2 separate regions of the Sus scrofa genome follow, and region 1 is linked to region 2. A link is a contact called in public Hi-C data. All regions are on one chromosome and are shown on one strand. The core of a region is the stretch at or near the end of the contact, and the rest is flanking DNA. Distances in the headings are between cores, read along the strand shown. Region 1 overlaps RARA (retinoic acid receptor alpha). Region 2 has its middle 11 kb from the start of EIF1.

The links. A called contact is a pair of places that touch in the nucleus more often than the background predicts.
Region 1: a Hi-C map of liver shows a contact between it and region 2, with 4 times the contacts expected there. The contact joins two enhancer-like sites. A contact is called at or near these places in 2 of 5 promoter capture datasets (fetal liver and liver) and 1 of 47 Hi-C or Micro-C datasets (liver).

What each region holds. Positions count from the first base shown.
Region 1 is chr12:22,058,028-22,061,269 of Sscrofa11.1, reverse strand. All of the region lies in intron 2 of RARA (retinoic acid receptor alpha), which reads left to right. Among named protein-coding and RNA genes, the nearest start is that of GJD3, 19 kb to the right of the region's middle. Within about 2 kb of position 1,384, at least 27 of the 83 cell types and tissues checked have an H3K27ac peak or open chromatin away from gene starts, as enhancers often do. A contact at or near this core is called in fetal liver and liver, where this site is marked.
Region 2 is chr12:20,986,427-20,989,347 of Sscrofa11.1, reverse strand. No RefSeq gene overlaps it. Among named protein-coding and RNA genes, the nearest start is that of EIF1, 11 kb to the right of the region's middle. Within about 2 kb of position 1,472, at least 35 of the 83 cell types and tissues checked have an H3K27ac peak or open chromatin away from gene starts, as enhancers often do. A contact at or near this core is called in fetal liver and liver, where this site is marked.

The DNA of each region.
Region 1 (3,242 bases), core at 135-2,634, 1.1 Mb before region 2:
GACGGAGGGAGAGAGGGAGGCGTGAACGTGGGTGGGCTTTTGTAAAAGCAGAAAGGCACAGGTGAGAGGTGTGACCCATGCCGGGATCCTCCTTCACATCCTCTCGGAACTCGAGGAGGGTGTCCCCTGCTAAGCGGGATCATTGGGGCCTGGCTGCCAGGGTCACTTCCTCCACAGCCTTGGCCGCCTTGGCCAGAGGCCTGGGGCGGGGCAGCTGGGATCTGAGACCTTGGGCTCTAGCCTCTGGGGGCTGTTCAGCTCTTCCTGGCTCCACACTGGGGGAGTGGGGTGTGTGTGAGGAGGCTGGAGTCCAGCTGGCCTTGGGGAAGTGGAGGCCTGTTGGGGTGGAGCTGAAGGCCTGGCCTTCCCTGTTCCCAGGCTCCTGGTGTAGGTGTGTAGCCGGGGGCTCAGCTCCCAAGGCTGTAGGCTGGAGGGTGGCTGTGGGAGTTGTCATGGGGCCACAAGAGGGACCTGTAGGGCGGCGACCTGACTATCTGGAGTACACGGGGTCACTGCCGAACCCCTCGGTGTAGTACGTGTAGGTTCTCCGGTGACAGGGAGCCCTCCAGTCCCCTTACGCTCAGTGCCCCACTTCCTTCTGCCACCTCCAGCGAAGGTCGGAATTGATGGTAGGTTGGCCGTGGGAGGAGGCCTTGCAGATCCTGCAGGGCCCTGGGGACCGTGCCTCCCTCCGCGGAGCCCGCGTTTCGGGGCACCAGAGGACACGGGGTACACAGGATGTGGCTCTCCATCTGTCCCCCACCAATCTCGCCGCTCACGCCTCCGCCCGCTCCCAGACGTCCAAGAATGTGAAGCACGTGGATGCCCGTAGTGGGGGGAGGGGGAGATGCTTATCGGCCGCCGCTGGGTAGGGGCCTTCTTCCGCCGCCCGCGCTGCACCCAGAGCCACCCCCACCCTTCTCCGGGGTGGAGGAAGGGCGGACCCAGGGCCCCGCGCCCCGTCCCCAGCCCTCCCCGGGGGCCGTGAGGGGAGCCGCGGAGGAGCGGGCGCCAGCTGGATTGGGAGGGGAGCCGCTGGCCGGGGGCCCGGCTGATTTCCTGCTGATCTCCTCCAGGAAACCGGCCCCTTGTGCGAGGCTGCGAGCGGCTGTGGGGCGCGGGGACTCCCGAGCGCTCCGCGCCTCCTGCCCGCCCGCCCGCGGTGGAGCCGAGCGGGGGAGGGGCACGGTGGCAGCGCGGGCGGGAGGGCACGCCTGGCTCCCTGGGCCGGTGCCAGCCCTCCGCTGGGCGCTGGAACTTTGAGCCGAGAAGGTGTGGCGCTCCTCCCGCCTCGTCCTTCTGCAGGAAGAGGAGAGATTCGTGGGCCGGGCCCTCTGGGGAGGGAGGTGAGCCGGGAGGGGCCCGGCCGCGGCCGTCCTTCCTCTCCTGGGTCGGGCATGCAGAGTTAAGGCAGCAGCCTCACTCTCGCAGCGGCTGTGAGGGGACCCTGCTCCCCTAGGCTGCTGGCTGGAGGCCGGGGAGGTGGGGACTGGGCCAGGGTTCTGGGTTCAAAGGGCGCAGTGGGAAACCTCAGAGCTGTTACCTGGGTGACAGGTGGGGGTGTGCTGGGGGGTGGGGGTGCAGCCCGTGTCACTGCCTCAGAGGCAGCCCGCTGCTGTGGGGTGGGCCCAAGGGAGGGCTCTTTGAACTCAAAGTGTGTCCCCCTCACCTCAGGTTATCTCCGCCCTCCTGCTAAAAAACACGTTTAAAAAGCACATTCTTCCAGTTCCACAAAGAGCCTCTGGACTTTGCCTTTAGCTCCAAATTTCTGCAGGTCTTTGCCCCTTCAGTCGGTCCCTGGCCTTAGAGCTGTCTGTCCCTCAGCCAGATCTCCCCCATGTGTCTCCCCACGGCCCCTCCCCTCTCTGAGCCCCGCTCTGTGCCTTGAAGCTCCCTGGGTCCTGTCTGGTCCACCTCTAAGGTGGGGGGCCTTCGGGGAGGTGGGCCCCAGGCGGAGGTTGGATGGGGAGGGAGAGGAGGGGAGGTCAGCGACTCCATCCTTGCTTGTTGGAACGCTGACGAGATTCTAGGCCATGGTCCCCCCACCTCCCCTTGTCCTTGACACCCCCCCCCAACAGTCTGGATTGTCTATTGTTACTCCTTTTACGTCTTGGAAAAAGTTAGCACAACAAAGGGCTCCTTTGTCGCTCACCCCTCTGCCTCCTGGCCTCACCCAGGCCCCCCAACCCCGCCCCCCACCCCCAGCAGCTGTTCTCAGGCCTCTCGCCTGTCTGATTTGCTTGTCTGGCCTCCGGGAGAGTGAGGCAGGGGAAAACCAGGCCAGGACCGTTCGATTTGGGGTGAGGAGCAGAGAGTGGGGGAGATCAGCGAAGAGTCTGTGGACCTGTGAGGGTGTGGGCATCCACTGTGCCTTTGCTGCAGGCTGGTCCCTGGGCAGGGCCAGGGCCATGGGGCCATGGCAGTATTGGTCAGCCAGGCTGACTAGGAAAGCGGTGCCCAGGCCCAGTTAAGAGCCAGGAAAGTCCTGCCAAGGTTGTTGGCCTGGCTCCCTGTCATCAACTGCCTGGCAGTCCCTGGCTGTGTCTGCAGGTAAAGGGGGAGGGTATCGGGATGCAGCTAGTCGGGCCCTGCCCCGCCCCCGCCCCCATGCAGGTGCTTCTTTTCTCTGTGCCTGGACTTTGGGGCCCTGTGAGTCATGAGGTGCTAGGAGGTGTTTGGGCAGGAACTCTGGGCCCCTTTGAATTCCAGGGCCTCGTGTCCTGGAGTCAAGGGTGAGACTAGGTAGGATTCTGGGGTGTGGGAGGAGGCAGCCTTGCCACCCCCCCCCAGCCCTGGACAAGCGAACTTGGCAAAGGCCTCAGGAAGATGCCGAGCGGCCCTTTGGGAATCTGGGGTTGACTGAGTCGTAGTTCTCTTCCAGCACAGAACACCCCCAGCTGCCCAGGCTTTGGGTATAGACACCCTCCCCCCATGCAGCCCAGCCCTGTTCTGCCTGGGGTGATGGGCACAGGGCCAGGCATTGGGGAGGATCTGGCTAGTGGGGGCTGCCCCTGCTGGCTGGGTCACCCTCCTGGCCGCCCTCTTGGAGCTGCAGAACAGGAGGGGAGGGGGATAGTAACCCGGACATAGTATCGAGGCCAGACAGACAGCGCATTGATGGGAACAGACCCCCCTTTGTCATGCTTTTCCCCCCAGACGGGGCACCCAGAGCCATGGACTTCCGGGGCCCATAGGGACTCTTCTCCCTGTCTCCAGGGGGCCCCTTGCTCATCTCAAAGAGT
Region 2 (2,921 bases), core at 223-2,722:
ATGCACTGGGCTTTGCATGCTTCTTTCATTCTTTCTCGCCTTCATGCATTATTCATTCATTCAACAAACCTTTCTTGAGCACCAAGCCAGGCACTGTGCTGCACTGAGGACAAAACGGTGTGCCTGACACAAGCATCTGACAGTCTCCTGGAACGGCTGTTACTCGATAATTGCAGTAAGGCTTGAGGAGGAATGTTTAGAGGGAGCAGAGAACCCTAACCCAGCAGACCAGCACGTAGGGCATCGGGGAAGGTTTGAAGTGGCTGAAGATGGATGCGTTAGTCAGACAGGAGGGAGTGTGTCTTTGCAAAGGTGCAGGGGTGAGTGTACCCAGCAAGGTGCTGAAAGAAGGCCTGAGAAGCAGGAACACAGGGAGTGACCAGAGGAGGGGCGAGATGGGGCTGGAGGGAGCGGGGAGCTGTCCCAGGCAGAGCCTCCAATGCTCGGTGGATGTGCCAACGTCAACGGGTAGCCCCTACAAGAACTGGGAAGAGGTGAATGTATGTATATGTGTGACGGGATCACTTTGCTGTACAGCAGAAATTGACAGAACATTGTAAATCAACTACACTCTAATAAAAATTTTTAAATAAATTTATAGTTTGACATTAAAAAAAAAAAAAAGATCGGGAAAACGCAGGGCACCGCTGCTCCTCAGGCTCACCCATTCCATGACTGGGCAGCTCTGATTACTAGAAAGTACTCCTTCCTTCTGGGATGAATCAGCCACCTGTAACATCCCGTGCCCACAGGCTCCTGTCCTGCTCACGGCATACCCGAGTCAAGTGGCCTCCCTGACCCCAGGACAGCCTCTCACCCCCTCACAGCCTCAGTGACTGTTCCCTGACAAAGGCGGTCTCGCAGGGCAGGTGGGAAGGTGCTCTGGAACCAGGCTTCAGGTGCAAATCCCAGCTCATCCCCTTAACGGCTGTGTGGCCTTGAGCCCCTCACCTAACCTCTCTGAACCTCAGTTCTCTCCTGCGAAAGAAGCATACCCCTGCTTAGCTCAGAGTGGATGCCCTTGAGAGGGATGGTAGGAAGAGGGCTCCACCCCTCCTCGTGGCTCCCCTAGCGCCCCGGGCTGACCTATGACGTGGGTCGTGGATGTTGATCATCTGCGCGTGCTCCTCGTTTGCCACTTCACTCCCAGTGCAGGGCCTGCTGCCTGGCGGGTGCTCAGTAGTGTTAGCTGAATGAATGAATGAATGAATGATTATTGCGCTGATTACATGCAAACCCACCATTGCCACTCGGGACGCAGGCGAGCGCAATTACAAACGGTGACAATGCCCACAGCTCCCCAGCTTAGCCAGCAGCACCCTCCCCTCATCGCATCCCAGGAGAAGTGCGGAAGCTCAGGAAGCGAACCCACCCTCCGTAAAAAACAAACAAAAAAAACTGGAAGAAACCAAAACGGAGCCCTGCGTGCTCGGGCGCCCTCTGCCGGGAAGGCCCGACATTACTCGGGGGGCGGGTACACGCAGCCCCTCCTCCCGCCCAGCCCCCGCCTCCCCCGCTCTCCCTGTGAACCCCGCGCTCAGGGTAGAAAGGCTCAACCCGGGGGTGGTCCCGCCCCTTCCCCGCTCACCCCCTCGCCCAGGGAAGCCCCAGGCGGTCCCTGACCCTCCACAGACGTCATTGTCCTTCGTCATTGTCCTCTCTTCTCCGCAAGCACTTTTCCTTCGTCCCTACATCCCCCAGAACCGCCCCTGCTCTCTCAGCTGGTCTGAAACATCAGACGTGGAGCAGGAAAGGACGTTAATAATAATAGCAAAGGATTAAAGTCCCTCGCTGCTCCAACGTCGCCCCTCTTCTGGTACCTCGCCCTTCTGCTGGGCCACATAGAATCCCAGAAAGGGAAAGAACGAGTTGACCGTCTTTAGTGCAACCGTTTGGCCTTTGGGAAAACTGGGGCAAGGGGTCTGGGAGAGAATAGAAAGAGGAGTCTTCATGGGCATTTGATGCGAGCTGGACTCTGTGATCGGCCCTTACCTGGTACACAGACACTTGCCCAAATGCAGAACCAGGACCCAAACCTGGCACGCCCTGCTCAGGGCGCCCTCCGTCCCACCAGGGTCTCTCTTGGAAAAGGGACCTTGGGAGGGAGCAGTACAGGAAACACCAGCGCACACTCACAGTAGGCCGCCAGCTGGCACACCTACCGCACACCTAACGTCGCCCTAACACCCCAGCCCTAGAGAGAGGACTCTCCACACATTTCGAGGGGACCAGGTTACCTTTTAGGACTTTGGAGGCTGGGAAGGTAGTGGAAACAAGGGCGTGAAGGAAACCTCACCTGTCCTGAAGTCCGGTCTGTGCTGCCACCTTGTGGCCATAGCAGGAAGTGCGCCTGTTCCTGGGCACTGCCTTGGTCCTGAAGTTCTAAGTTAACGCTTGGGTAGAATGAAACTGAGCGCTGTGCTCCAGGAGACACACAAAAAAGGAACAAGGCACAGCTCGATCTTTTACAGCTCACTTACAGAATACAGTCTGGCCAAGTGGCCTCTAAGTGACATGGTTCAAAGCTCAACTCAGATACCCACCAAAATAGAAGGTCTGCCAAAGATTCCAAAAGATGGAGGGAGGCATCAAGAAAGCAATGTTGGAGTTCCCGTTGTGGCTCAGTGGTTAACGAATCCGACTAGGCACCGTGAGGTTGTGGGTTCAATCCCTGGCCTCACTCAGTGGCTTAAGGATCCGGCGTTGCCGTGAGCTGTGGTGTAGGTCGCAGATGAGGCTTGGATCTGTTGTTGCTGTGGCTCTGGCATAGGCTGGCAGCTACAGCTCCAATTAGAGCCCTAGCCTGAGAATCTCCATATGCCGTGAGAGCAGCCCTAGAAAAGACAAAAGAAAGAAAGAAAGAAAGAAAGAAAGAAAGAGAGAAAGAAAGAGATGTTAATTAAAGCTGGGCCTTAATTAAA